Regions from separate parts of the Mus musculus genome. Here region 2 is linked to region 1. A link is a contact called in public HiChIP or PLAC-seq data. All regions are on one chromosome and are shown on one strand. The core of a region is the stretch at or near the end of the contact, and the rest is flanking DNA. Distances in the headings are between cores, read along the strand shown.

The links. HiChIP or PLAC-seq counts read pairs in DNA pulled down with a chosen protein or histone mark.
Region 2: a contact with region 1 is called in an H3K4me3 HiChIP or PLAC-seq map of bone marrow-derived macrophages, with 8 times the contacts expected there. The contact joins two enhancer-like sites. A contact is called at or near these places in 4 of 39 promoter capture datasets (cranial neural crest, liver, pre-B cells and 1 more), 1 of 484 Hi-C or Micro-C datasets (bone marrow-derived macrophages) and 13 of 115 datasets of contacts at active chromatin or transcription factors (the NIH/3T3 cell line, bone marrow-derived macrophages, embryonic basal ganglia and 8 more).

What each region holds. Positions count from the first base shown.
Region 1 is chr3:103,923,040-103,930,482 of GRCm38.p6, forward strand. Rsbn1 (rosbin, round spermatid basic protein 1) reads left to right here. Exons shown (of 8, transcript NM_001356556.1): 2 at 5,312-5,985. Among named protein-coding and RNA genes, the nearest start is that of Rsbn1, 13 kb to the left of the region's middle. Within about 2 kb of position 4,717, at least 76 of the 459 cell types and tissues checked have an H3K27ac peak or open chromatin away from gene starts, as enhancers often do. A contact at or near this core is called in bone marrow-derived macrophages and microglia, where this site is marked.
Region 2 is chr3:104,457,577-104,464,389 of GRCm38.p6, forward strand. Lrig2 (leucine-rich repeats and immunoglobulin-like domains 2) reads right to left here. Exons shown (of 18, transcript NM_001025067.2): 15 at 6,283-6,732; 16 at 5,083-5,232; 17 at 3,825-4,112; 18 at 1-388. The coding sequence ends at 189. Among named protein-coding and RNA genes, the nearest start is that of Lrig2, 51 kb to the right of the region's middle. Within about 2 kb of position 2,760, at least 17 of the 459 cell types and tissues checked have an H3K27ac peak or open chromatin away from gene starts, as enhancers often do. A contact at or near this core is called in bone marrow-derived macrophages and microglia, where this site is marked.

The sequences.
Region 1 (7,443 bases), core at 3,467-5,966:
ATTTGGAAACATATCTGCATAGAAATTTGTAGCAGCATTATTCATAATTGCTAAAAAATTGGAAACAACTCAGTTGTTCTTCAGTAGGTAAATTAACAAACTGCTCTAAAAACAAACTATACTGAGTTCTGAAAAGTAATGGAGTAACCTTAAGTGCATTAATACTGGAATAAAAAAAGAACCCAGTCTAAGAGCGCTATAACTGTGCAATTACAGTTATGTAACACCGAAAAAGACACACCCATGGAGACAATAGAAAACGTCAGTGGTTGCTAGTAATTAGGATGGGGAGCACTTCAGAATAGTCAGATCACAGGATTTTTAGGATTAAACTGCCCTGTATAATATTGTAATGGTGATCCCATATCACTTCTATTTGTTCAAATAAGAATGTACAGTAAGAGTACTTTCAGTAAGTACTTTACAGTAAGAGTGAACCACAATTTAGACTGAGACTGCTGGGTGTTGAAGACATGTCAGTAGTGTGTTCAGGGGAAGCAACTGTGCTTTATGACTATGGCATGGGGACAGTTTATGGGGTGTATGGGAAGTTTGTATAGCAAACAAAGCAAAACAAAACAAAACAACATGTTTCAGGTTGAGTGTATCTATGTACCTCTGTAATGGTAGCATCCGGCGGGAAAAGGTAAGAGGATCATAAATCCAAGGCTGAGCCCCCTGATAGGTTCAAGGCCAGTTCAGGGTAAATAGAGAGAACCTTTGTCAAAGAAAACTCCTGGAATGAAAAGAAAAAGTGTAGTTTTAGGAAGTGGTAGAACAGGGTTTCCACTTAGCTAGCTATTTTTTTTTTTAAAGATATGTGTGTACAATGTTAAAAACAGTGACTCTCAAAAGCTTGGCTTCCAAAGGAGTGTCTTTTTGGTTTTCCATTTATATTAGGTTTTTATATAAAACTATTAATCACCCACAAGAGAAGTAAAAATAATTTATTCCTCCATTACTTCGGGGAGACTGAGGTAAGAGGATCTTGAGTTTAAAAATCAGCCCTATCTCCAAAGCAAAAAGAAAAATAAAACATAAAGTAAGTTTTAGAATGCTTTAGTTCTTTTTTTAAAATAATTAATATGATGTGAATTATTGCTTTTGCTTATCTCCATGATATTTAGGAATTGAAGGTATCATATTTCCTAAGACACAGTTCAAGTGTCTGCATGCATATTTGTGTGCTTGTGCACATGACAGTACTGGGACCTGAACCCAGAACTTTGTGAATGCTAGACAAGCACTCTCCCAGTGAGATACATTCTATTAGTGAGGTGCATCCTACTCCTTATGCTAAGTTTTTGCACTAGTGAAAACTAGACTAGTGTGATATAAGTAACCAGGCCATTTGATGGTAGATGATGTTAGCTAGTTTGAGGACTTTTTCATGTATTCTAAGTGTAATGATAATGACCTTTAAAGAGAGACAGCAATTTGTTTCTAAGGTCAATGTCCCTGTCTTCCTCTGTAGTACACAAGCTTTCTGTATATCAACTTTTAGTTTGATATGGAAGAGCTTTCCTTGGTTCTTTGTTGTTAAGAACCAATGATGCGAGGACTGGAACACCTGCCTGGCATGTAAGAGATAGATAGGATAGGTTTATTTGTTGTCACTGCAGAACTAAAACAATACAAGAAGACAGGGAAAGAAACCAACAATGGCAGGCCAGCAAGTCCTTCAGTGGGGAAAGGATGTGGAGGCCTAGCATGGTGACTTGAGTTGGATCCCTAGAACACACAGGAAGGTGGAAGGAGACAGCTTCCACAGAGCTGTCTTCTGACTGCCACAGAGGCACCCGTGCACATACGCACAAAGACAATAAGTAATAAAAAAACCAACAGTGAAACGAATGATAGTAAGTTTTAACTCTTGCATTATGGAGAAATAACTCAGAGACTTCCTGAATGTGTTTTCTGTGGGGAAAGTAAACCGCTATACCAGGAATGGGAAGATCATGAAGCCTTCAGGCAGTCATTACCCCTCCCCCCTTTCTTTCCTTTGTAGACATTAACTTATAAATAATGTGGGTTTTTTTTTTTTTAACTCAAAGCAAGGCAATTGGCATTCTTTTCATACAGCAGACAGTGGCAGACTGTAATAATAAACAGCTGATGCTCGGGTGGATGCTTAGGTTATCAGCTAGCTGCTACCACTGCAGTTTAAGAACACATTTTGTTTGTTCATATAAACTCATTAGCAAGTAGGTGATGAATGGTCTCAAATTTATATACAAAGAAAGGCAAGCTTTCTGTATCCCAGCCGAGAAAAATAGTTTACATTTGAAAAACAGGATTAGCTAGTAGACAGATTGAAATTGGTGAGATTACAATTAATTTAAGGTTCTCTCTTTCTTTCTTTCTTTCTTTCTTTCTTTCTTTCTTCTTGAGGCAGTTATACTATTTTTTTTTCTTCCTATAAGTGTTTTGGGCTAAAACCGACAGAGACTTGGCCATTCCACTGATAAGCAAATAGTAATGTAGAAAATACCAGTCAAGGCACTTCCTTCTCAGAGTTAATTAATTTCAGTGGCAGATCTAGATTATAATTCATTTTTTTCGCATACCTCTTTTGAAGACTTCTTCTGAAACTTAAAACCTGATATTTTCAGAGATATTCTCCACCTCTCATGAAATTACTAAAGGTAGGAGGGGTAATTAGATGAATATTTTTGAGTTGGTTTAACCTTTATATTGAATGACATTTGTTCCTTAGAAAAATTGCCTAAATTATTGATTTGCTATTAGGAAAAGTATTTGGATTAGTTTTACTTGGTAAAAAATATAAATGACTTGAATGTTTTATTAATTATGATAATAGTTTTATATGGAGTAAAAATTGGCTATATTTTTAGTTGCCAGCATAAACAATCTGATTTTATGTATGTTATATAGTTACATTGTAAATGATGTTTGTAAATGAAGTCTCTTTTTATTGTGCCCCCCACACCCCCTTTTTTATTGAGGCCATTTCTCAATCTGACTCCTTCTGCCCATGTCTCTTAGTGCAGAGATCACAAGAGGGAACCTCCATGTCTGGTTTGTTGTTATTGTTTTAAAGCAAGTTTTATTAAACACTAAAAAGATTTGTGTATTAAACTATTTTATTTAGATTTTGTAATTGTTGTAGTATATGGTCATTTGAAATGGTTTTATATAAAATCTTTATACTAATTAGGTTTTTGTTTGTTTGTTTGTTTGTTTGTTTGAGATAGGGTTTCTCTGTGTAGCCCTAGCTGTCCTGGAACTCACTCTGTAGACCAGGCTGGCCTCAAACTCAGAAATTTGCCTGCCTTTGCCTCCCAAGTGCTAGGATTAATGTATTATGCCATATATATATATATATAAGTTCTTTATAACTGGGTATTTATGTTAACTGAATTACTTATTTTGGAAATACTATTGCTTGGTAGATAAATTCAATATAATATGCTAGGTTAAGTTTGAAGGTTAGGACTGTAATTGTTATTTAATCTCAATTTTTTTTTTTTTAAAAGACAGGTCGATTTCCTTACTACTAAATGAAGGATGTTTTTCTATCCTGGGGTTGTCAATTCATGCAACTATTTAAAACTCGAGTCAGTTTTGAAATTATAATTTTAATTTGTTTATTATAGAAAATTGGAAAATATAGATAGAGGAGATAGACATTTATAATCCTGTTACCATTGATAACTCCAGTAATACCTTAGCTAGCATACTTGCCTCCAAATATTTTTCTGTATTTTATGTATACAGCACATACATAGATAAAGCAGATTTTTCCCAGCTTTAGATTAGCTATCAGTGCAGGGTTTCTAGGAGAGTAACAGTATGAGCATTTTTTTATAACATGATTTTTATGTCAATTTCTCTACTCCATTACTTATAATGGCTTAGCAATGTGTGTATGTAGTATGTAGCTATCAGAATTTTTTAATCATCATATTAGTCAGGTTAGAGGATTTTTCTTTTGTTCTTTTAAAAGATACTGTCATGGCTATCTTTGTAGATCTTCCAGTCATTTCTCAGATAACTTTGACTTAGAATTGTTTTTTCTGGATCTGGAGTTTATAAACATATATTTAAGGCTTGTGGTACATATCACCCAATTGTCACTTGTGAACATCTTATTTATTTTTTTAAATAAAGATTAAGATTTTGGGGTCTAAAGATTTTCTAGTTATCTATCTGCAATCTTTGACAAGTGTTTCAGTAAGCACTCTATTTTTTGTTTTGCTCCTCCGTAAAACAGTGTAGAGATTGACTTCCTCAGAGTGAGGTGAAATGCTGTGTGGAGAGTGCTCTGAAAATGTGCTTTATTATCTGTGTGTGTGCTGGGCTTTGCCTCTGTGTTGTCTTGCTGTTTGTGTTGCCTGGCTTTTGCTTTTTCCCATGAGAAGAGGAAAAGGGCTTCTATTTCAGGTCCTTTTTTGAGAGTCTTGCTTTAGAACCCAGACTAACTTCCAGTTCTTCATCTTTTGTCAGTCTCCCAGACACTTGAAGTACAATTGTGTGCTACCACGCCAGGCCCAAAAGGATATTATTGTAAAGTCTCGGTCTTTCCTGAAGAAAAGTAATGATCACTTTTAAGAGACACAGCAGGAAAAAGGGCTGACAAAAATGTAGCAAGACAGAAAGGGAGAAAAAGGTTGAGAAGAACAAGCACCCTTGTGGAGCATAGGCAGTGAGGTGGAAGGAAAGAGAGCCCGAGCCGCGCAGTCAGTGGGAGTGGCCACCTGTGTCAGCAGTCTCTGTGTCCTATAGCCAAGTTGCCTCTTCCTCCACCCTGACGCTGCAAGGCCACATTGTTTATAAGCTCATTTGATGGGCAAACTATTGTTTTATGGCTTATTTTGTCTTTGGCTCAACTGTGTGTACTATAATAATTAATAGACTGACAGGAAAATGTGAAACAACGAACATCAATTTAGATTTTATGTAACTAAATACTTCATATGGTGTAGCACACAGTAATTTCCATGTTTTATCTTTATTACAAGTCATATGAAATATATCCTGTGTGTGTGTGTGTGTGTGTGTGTTGTCCATGGTCTTGCACATATTAAGAAGTGTTACATACCATTTAGCTATATTTCCACCAATAACTCACTACCAGGTTTTTTGTTTTTGTTTTTTAGTATAATCTTTGACCCAGAATATTACTGTATTTTAAGATTTTTGTCTCATTTTTTTTATTTCTAATGATAAAAAATGTAATAACATTCTCAGAAATTAAGGAGAGGTTTTTAAATTTAGATCAAATACCTTAAGACACATGTATATTGACACTGGTCCTAGCAACTAACTTATTTTTAATTATTGTGGCCAGAAACAGCAGATGAAAATGGTAAAACCCAGAGAGCTGATGATTTTGTCTTGAAGAAAATAAAGAAGAAAAAGAAAAAGAAACATCGAGAAGACATGAGAGGAAGACGCCTTAAAATGTACAATAAGGAAGTACAAACCGTCTGTGCTGGCCTGACCCGCATCAGCAAAGAAATTCTCACCCAAGGACAGCTAAATAGCACTTCAGGAGTTAATAAGGAGTCCTTCAGGTATTTGAAGGATGAACAGCTGTGCAGATTAAATTTGGGCATGCAAGAATATCGGGTGCCCCAGGGAGTACAGACACCTTTTACAACGCACCAAGAACATTCTATTCGCAGAAATTTCTTAAAAACAGGTACTAAATTTAGCAACTTTATTCACGAAGAACACCAGTCCAATGGGGGTGCTCTTGTCCTTCATGCATACATGGACGAACTCTCATTTTTGTCTCCAATGGAGATGGAGAGATTTTCTGAGGAGTTTCTTGCTTTGACATTCAGTGAAAATGAGAAAAACGCTGCGTACTATGCGTTAGCAATAGTGCATGGAGCGGCCGCTTATCTCCCAGACTTCTTGGACTACTTTGCTTTTAATTTTCCCAACACTCCAGTGAAAATGGAAATTTTGGGCAAGAAAGATATTGAAACAACCACCATTTCAAATTTTCATACTCAGGTAAGGTAAAAATTATTGTTCAATTGGATAGTAAATACAGTTTCTCAACAGAATTAATTTCATTGTATTGCACAACACACCTGCACACATTATAAAAATTCCTCATAATAAAAGTACTTCAAACTGTCTTTTCTTTAAATTGTAATTTCTAACTGGTGAGATCTTTGGTGTGGAACTTTTACTTGCTTGAAGAAATGATTTATGCATCATATGTGTTTATGGAAAAAGCTTACAAATGAATCCAGGCTATTGTAGAGTATATGATTTAGACATTGTAGCCTTAGGGTAACATTAGCGAAGACTCTGATACTAGAATAGAAAACAGAAGGTGTTGGCTTATTTATTTACCAGGTTTTGCTTAAGTTCTTTCTGTAACTTGTTGGCAGTCTATCCCAGAAATGCATCCCATTGGTGTGATTTGTGACTGGAGAGACCGCCATTGCCTCTGCTCCTTCTGCCTGTGCACTGTTGTAGGTAAAGACATTTTCTGATTGAAGCCTTGCTTGGGCAGTTAGGCTTAAGTCAGCAGGGAAACGTTCCTTTCTAACCAGTTTTTAGCCAAGTGTTCCTTTCAATGGAATTATTGTAGAGCATTAAAAAGAACAATAATGGATCTGAGGGTTTTTCAGCGTTTTTGTTTTTGTTTCTTCGGTTGCTTTTCTCAGCTTGTAAGTATAAAGGGGAAGCACTAGGCTTATACTGAAGATACTGCGGGTCAAGTTCAGTGGAGACCGTTTCACTTTTTAAAGATTTATATAATCTGCTTTTTCAGGTTTTATAGTGATTTACTGTCATTCTTTTCCCTTAAAAATTTTTTTTTGAGGTAAATAACGTTATGCAATCCGACTCTCAGCTGCTTCTGTTATAGTGGGTTCAAGCCGTGTGCGCTCACCTGAACCCTCCTCCAACTTGGATTTTTTAGTTCATCTTCCCATTCTTGCCTCCAATGAGGGGAGTGTCCAATTCAGATTTACGGGCTTCAGAATCTCTCTAATTGAAGTTCTCTCTGCAGTAGAGAGAGCAGGAGCAGCTAATCTGGAGAGGTCGCAAGATGAGTCTGCCCAAGATGTTGGAACTCCATGTGCAATAAAGGGCTTCGTCTTGGATTTTGGCCTTGTTACTGCAATCAGGTACCAAAGTACTGACTTTTGTAGTAGATTTTCCTTTCTTTTTCTTTTTTAAAGGAGTTTTTCCCTTTGAAAATTAAAGAATCCTACTTTGATAAATACTGAAAAAGAGACAAGAAAACAGCTTTAATCTAGTCTATAGTTAATGAAGGTACTGCTGAGAGCGGGATTTACTTTTTTAGATTAGAGAAATTAAATAAATTTTCTATTCTGACAGATCAGCAAGTGTATCTAAGAAACGAGTCAGAAATTTGGGGGAGATAAGGTTTTGTAAAGGTGACTTTTTAACCTTTCGCTTTAGTCTATAGATTGAGTTTGTATGTCAACAGAC
Region 2 (6,813 bases), core at 1,510-4,009, 530 kb after region 1:
TTCTGTGGTACACTTCTGTCAGCCACTACCTTCTCTTTGCCAGGTGTAAGCCCAAACACCAGAGCTACGCTGATGTGGTCAGATGTAACTTGAAGCAAAGAGAAATACAAATACTGACTTTTCTTCTCAATTCTGAGGTAGTAAATAACTAACTTGAGTCTTTGCTCAGACTTCCTCCTCAACGGGCTTCATGTGCCCTCAGTACCATCTTGAATGATCCGAGTCCTACTAAAATCAAAAGCATGGTCATGTAACCTGCGGCAAGTCACAGGTGAAGAGCAATTTGGATCCCTCTCTGTCAGCTCTGGTGACTCAAGGACAGGCTGCTGGGAGAAGGGAAGTAGGCCCAGTTCTCTGTTCATGTTCCAAAGAGGCCGCTGAAATATTTCTGAGAATGAGAGTGAGACAAGAAATATCATCAGTGATAGCTGGAATTTCAACATTATTTTCCTAAAGCCTGATATGCTTCCCCCCCAAATGTGTGGGTGTTTTGTTTGCATGTATGTCTGTGCATTGCTTGTGTGTCTGTCTGGTGCCTGAAGAGGCCAGAAAAGGGCACTGGATCTCATGGAACTGGAGTTACAGATGGTTGTGAGCTGCCATGTAGCTGGTGGGAATGAAACTCAGGTTCTCTGTGAAAGCAACAAATTCCCTTTACCCTTTCCTCAGCCATCTCTCCAGCTCCCGGTATCCTTTTAATCCAATATTCCAAAGAAATTCAGATGCCCAGCATCCTTGATAAAGACACGAAGATCACAATGCCAACATTAAAAACAAGATAAAAACTAGAACCACAAACTACCAGGCCTTTATGATCAACCACCCTAACAAGCTAATTTCCGAAGTCATGCTGTTCTTTTTCACCTGTCATTTTAGCACCTTTTCTCTGCAAACAATTGTGCTGCCTAGTTTTATGTCAACTTGACACAGGCTAGAATTACTGGAAGGGATCTCAATTAAGAAAATGCCTTGATAATATTAGGCTGTAACTGCCTCTCACCAGCTGCAGCACTTGAGTGAGCAGGCAAGGAGCACAGGAAAGCTGGCACAGGTGAGCCTGCCTTGAGGGTGTGAAAGTGCAAGAGCTGACCCCGTTCCTCACAGACTGCAGCACTTTGGAAGCATGGGCCCATGCTTTGACTGGACAGCACAGTGGAGCTGGCCCTGAGGGCATGAGAACAGGAGAGCAGACCCTGCCTCCTGCTGATGGCATCACTGGGTGGCCTAGCTAGAGCAGTGCCAGACAGCTTGCCCTGGGGGTGTGGGTGCAGGAGAGCTGGCAAGCTCACCAACTCAGCTACCCCCTGGGCCCAGATCCAGGGCTTTGAGCTGGCCTACCCCAAAATCAACTCCATCTATGAATTACTGAAGCATGTGAAAGGGCCAGACCTGCAGAGCCAAAGCTGCAGGATCTTCATGATACAGGGCAATACCCAGAAAGAGATCCAGTGAGGATCGAATATTGATGGTGTCACAGAAGACAGAGATCTCAAACCAGACCACTGACTTGCTGCAATGAACATTTGCAAGTGAAGATGTGTGGACAGAGAGATATACCGTGGGACACACTGTGACATACTTATTATAGCTTCCACAATGAAATGTTTTCTATGCTTTGTTTTTGTTTTGTGGGGATGTGTTTTATTTTCAGGGGAAGGTTGCAGGGGCAAAGGACAGATATGAGTGGATGGGGAGAAGAGCAGGACTGGGATGCAGGATGTGAAATTTACAAAGAACCAATAAAAAGTTAAAAAAAAAAAAAGATTGGGCTATAAGCAAGTCTGTATGGCATTTTCTTTAGTGATTAATAGGGTGGGGCCCAGAGAACTGTAGATGGGCTATCCCTGGGCAGATGGTCCTGGGTCCTATAAAAAAGCAAGCTGAGCAAGCCATGAGGAGCAAGCCAGAAAGCAGCATCCTCCACGGCCTCTGCAGCAGCTCCTGGCTCCAGCTTCCAGCCCTGCCTGAGTTCTTGCTCTCACTGCTTTTGATGTTATATGAAACTATAAGCAGAGTAAACCCCCAAGTTGCTTTGGTCATGGTGTCTCATCACAGCAATAGAAACCATAACAAAGATAAAAATAAGAGTACAAAATTCTAGACTCATGGAAAAGGAATTTTAAAAGAGACATATTGCAATGACAGTTTTACAATACATAGGTAATATTCACTGTCTCAATGGAACTCTTACTTCTTTAAATACATTTTAAATTTTTTAATTTTATTTGTATGAATGTTTTGCCAGTCTGTGCACTATACATGCCTGGTGCTTATTAGAGGTCAGAAGAGGGCATTAGATCTTTAGTTATAAATGGTTGTGAGCCAGGTACTGGGAATTGAATTTGGGTTCAGGTGTAGTCAAAGCATTGAGAAGAGAGGCAGATGATACAGGCTGGCTCATGTGTGCACACACGTAGGGAAGCTATATTTTAGGAAAAGCTAGTCTAACATTCTGGAAACAAAATCTCACAAATGAAAGCATAATTCACCTAGAATATAAGCTAGGGCAAGATTTCTTAAAATTTAATATGCATGTGAGGGCTGAGGATATGGCTCAGTAGATAAGAGGGCTTGTTGTGAAAGCAGGAAGACCTGAGCTCTAATTCCCAACACTCACATAAAGCCAGGCATAGTCATGTATGACACTAACTCCAGCACTGAGGAGCACTGACAAGAGAATCTCAGAAGCTTGCTAGCCAGTCAGTCCAGCTGAGACAGCAGCCTTCAGGGTTAGGAAATGACTCTGTCTCAACAAACAGGGTGAAAAGCAATAGAGAATGACGCTAGACTTCCTCCTTCAGTCTCCCCATGCATGTGTCTGCATGCACACGAATGCTCCTGCAAGCACATGCATCCATACAAAACTCACATATAAAACAAACCCAAAATTTAATATAAACCACAAGCCACATGGCCATAATCCTAGCGTTTGCCTGATATCTCAGCACTTGGAAGGCTAAGGTAGGGGTTACTGTTGAATTTGAGCATGACACTGTCAACAACAACAAAAAACCAAAGCATATAAATAATCCTTGGATCTTAATATGTGGATTCAGATTCACTAGGTCTAGGGTAGGAGCACAGCTGCACGTCTAACAAGTTCTAAGGTCAAGCTAACAAACCCTACACACACTGAGCAGAATTAATTAGAGTATCCTAGGCTTAGAATGGACAATGCACCAAGGCATTTTCATTTAAGTGACGATGACTCCTTACTTAAAACCAGACTCAAAATGAAGACATCCCACAGGTTACAAGACGTATTGTACCTTAGTTCTTCATGACACTGAATGTAAAGCTGAGCGACTACCTTCAGTGACAGTGCTCTTTTCTAACCTATTCCTCTTGAACAATCTTTAGAACTGGTCTCTTACAGAGCACATTCTCAGTTTCATGCTGCCAGATCCACCCCTGGGCACAGCCCTATACTTCCCTTCTTCTGTGACCCTGTAACTTTCGCCCTGTCCATTCCCCAGTGTTTGTCCTCTGAGTGGACGGGACAGCTGATGAACAGCTTGAGAACAGTTCCTATCACAGTCCAGAAAGAGCTCGACTCGGTGATATGCTCAGAGTGTTCGCTTGACAGTAGAGCAACCAAACAAAACAGCTTGGGTTTCTTATGCTCTATTTTTAGCACTTCAAACCTCTATTGTTTAAATGAAGATGGGAGAAGATGTAAAGACCTCTAGTTGACACTAGTTAATGGCAATTATTCTAGTATACTAATTTGTTTCCTGTTACATGCCATGCTACTGATATAACAGAAGGGCAGATCAGGTGAAATTGAAACCAAAAGCTCAAAACAGAACAAAAGCACCCATTACCACTGCTCCTCTGTGAGAAGGGAAGGTTCTCAGTCATCCTCTCATGGTTGGTGGGAAAGGCAGCCGGCTCTCTCTCTGCTGATGGTATCAGACTCTCCAGATTAGCAGCATCTTGGGGAGGATGTGACAAAAACGTCTCCTTGGGCATCTGGACCATGAGGCTGGAGAGTGCCTGATCTAACACATCCTCCTCAGCAATATAGGTATATGGACAGTACTCTCTGGTCCTCGAGTAGATGTTGGCATTGTCGTAACAATCTGAACAGATCACCCGGGTACCAGCGCCACCTAGTAACAACAAGGAAGGGCCCAGATGATTTTCTGATAAGGAAGAGTTTGGGACTAATCAACTTTCTTCAACAGTTCTAACAATTACTGCACACCTTCTTTACAAACCAGGTGAGAGTCCAAGGTCTGTCTGTGAATGAGCTCACTCACTCCTCACAACACCCCTATGAAGAAGATTTTATTTTCATCTCCACTTTACAGGTAAAGTTATGGCAGGAGAAAGAGCTGAGACATAAAACTAAACACTCTGGCTTCAGAGCCTATACTCTTGAATTCTAACGTTAAATCTCTGTCTAAGTTGGAGAGACTAAATTTCAACCAAGGGATCCAAGACAGGCCTAGACCTCTGAGACACGTGTGTGGCTTGAGCAAACAAAAGCAAAACAGGCATTGCTATGAATTGAGAGCCCATGTTACTTTTATGAGACAAGAAGTTAAGTGAGGTAGCTGTTCAAACTATCCCTAGTCAAACCCTCTCTCCTGTGCCTGTCACTTTCTATAGAAGTGAGGGTGTGAAGAGACAATGTCCCAGTCACCCTATCAGGGGACATTTTATAGCCCTTTTAAGTTTGCCATTGCAGTCTGAAAGTCATTTTGCCCTTTAAACTTTACTAAGTATCTACCTGTCAGCAGGAGAACCAAATGCCTTTGGATGTTATCTGAAGGATGCTCATCTCTAAAGGAATGAGAAAGGCTTGAAATGAGTTTCTAGACCATCTCTTCTGGTCATGAGAGAGACCCAGGAGCCTCAGTTTTGTCCTTCATCCCTGTTTAAGGGTAATGTGTTTCTTTCTGTAAGACAGCCTTCTCTGGTTAAGACTTTATAGACAATTTTCATTCTATTTTGCACAAAGTTAAATGAATGAATGTTTTATCCTAAAATATTGCCCAGGCTAATGGAGAAACTATACACTGAACTATACCCAGTAATACAGGCTGAAATTGTAACTACGAACAGCAAAGTGCCTACCGTCAGTGCCTCTGTGTGTGTACCCGTTGGCAGGAGGCATAAGTTGCTGATGGCTGCCTGCCTCAGAGTTGCTGTAGCCTTCCTGTGGTTCAGACAATGTTCCTTGTGAAGACAAATAGCTGGGAATGTCTGCAGGCAAATTAAGCTCCTCTGTAAAGAGACATCTGTAACTCTCAAACTCAGACAGCTGAAGTCAATACACAGAAGGCAATTTTATAGTGTGTTCCACTTTGACACTGGCCTGGAAATGGTATGGACTTGGGACCCCAACAGCTCTTCATACTTCCCTTAGAAACTTTTTTTTATTAAAGTTCTTCTCAGAGTTTCATTTTAGAACTATTACTTAGTCTGCAAATACAGCTCAGTGGTAAAGTGCTTGCCTAACATGTACAGGCTGTGGGTTCAGTCCCCAGAACCACTGGCAAAGGGCTGAAGGTAAAAGGGTTACCAAAGGGAAAAAAAAAAAAACCCTAAAGATGAAAATCCTATCTACAGCTACATTTTCACAATCTCTCTAAATGGACTCCTTCTCTTGTGGATCCCGGGATGAGTGAGGCAAAAGACCAACTCACTCATAAGGGTTTGACTCTACAGCAAAACTATGGTAGAAATGAACTTTAGGCTCAAAAGAAGGTACAAAAAAACAAAAACACAACACAACACAACCCAGTGAGGCATGATTGACTGAACCTGTAATCCCAGCACAAAGAGGCAGAGGGAGAAGGGCCGGATTATGAGTTCCAGGTTATATACACTGAGATCTTTTTTTGGTTTTTCGAGACAGCACTACTGAGATCCTTTTAAGAACAACATGGGCATAACGGCACACACCTTCAATTTCAGCACTTTGGAGGCAAAGGCAGGTAGATCTCTGACTTTAAGGCCAGCTTCATCTACAGAACAAGTGCTGACAGTCAGGGATACATAAAGAAACTCTGTCTCAAACAAACAACCAAGAAAATATACCTGTAATACAATTCTAGGAGGTAAATTTAGGGGTAAGTATATACCATATACACAAATTCTTAAGACTATTTCCCCAAATAGGTTCTACTATCTCCAGGAAGCTAGATATTTTGTCAGAAACACTTCCTAACATTTCTTACCAAGTAACCAATCACAGTAGTCCAGCTTTTTTTTATGTTTTACTAAATCCTACATTCTTAAGAACATGCCAAGTGTCATCTGGGTACCACTTACCTGTGTTTGTGATGCTGTAGTCTTCATTTTTCCTTCTCATGTGGTAAATGACAATGACCCAGATCAAAGATGTGCCCACGACACAGCAGACCACAACAATGATGACAATGCCAACTGTGGTCCAACCATCATCCTCATGCCCAATGCTACTCTGAGAAGAGTCACAATTGGGGGATGAAATGACATTTAAGTAAATATGTCCCCGTTCTGTCCCAAGAGTGTTAGACATAAGGCAGGTATATTTTCCAGCATCTTCTAGCCCAGCATCTACAATGATGAGAAGCTGATTGGCTGCAGCAAAGAAGTGTCGTTCTGTTACTAGGAGTGGCCCATCATCCTTGGTCCAATTGAGGCGAGGAGCAGGACTTCCTCCAGCGATGCACTGCAATACCGCTGTCTCACCTCGGGTGACGGTCTTGTCCTCCAGAGGCCTAATAAACGAGGGTGTCTCTAATGGGAGAAGGTTAAAAATACTGTTAGGAAATGTATAGCCTAAGTCCTGTAGAATGAGACTATGAAAAGTATGATGAA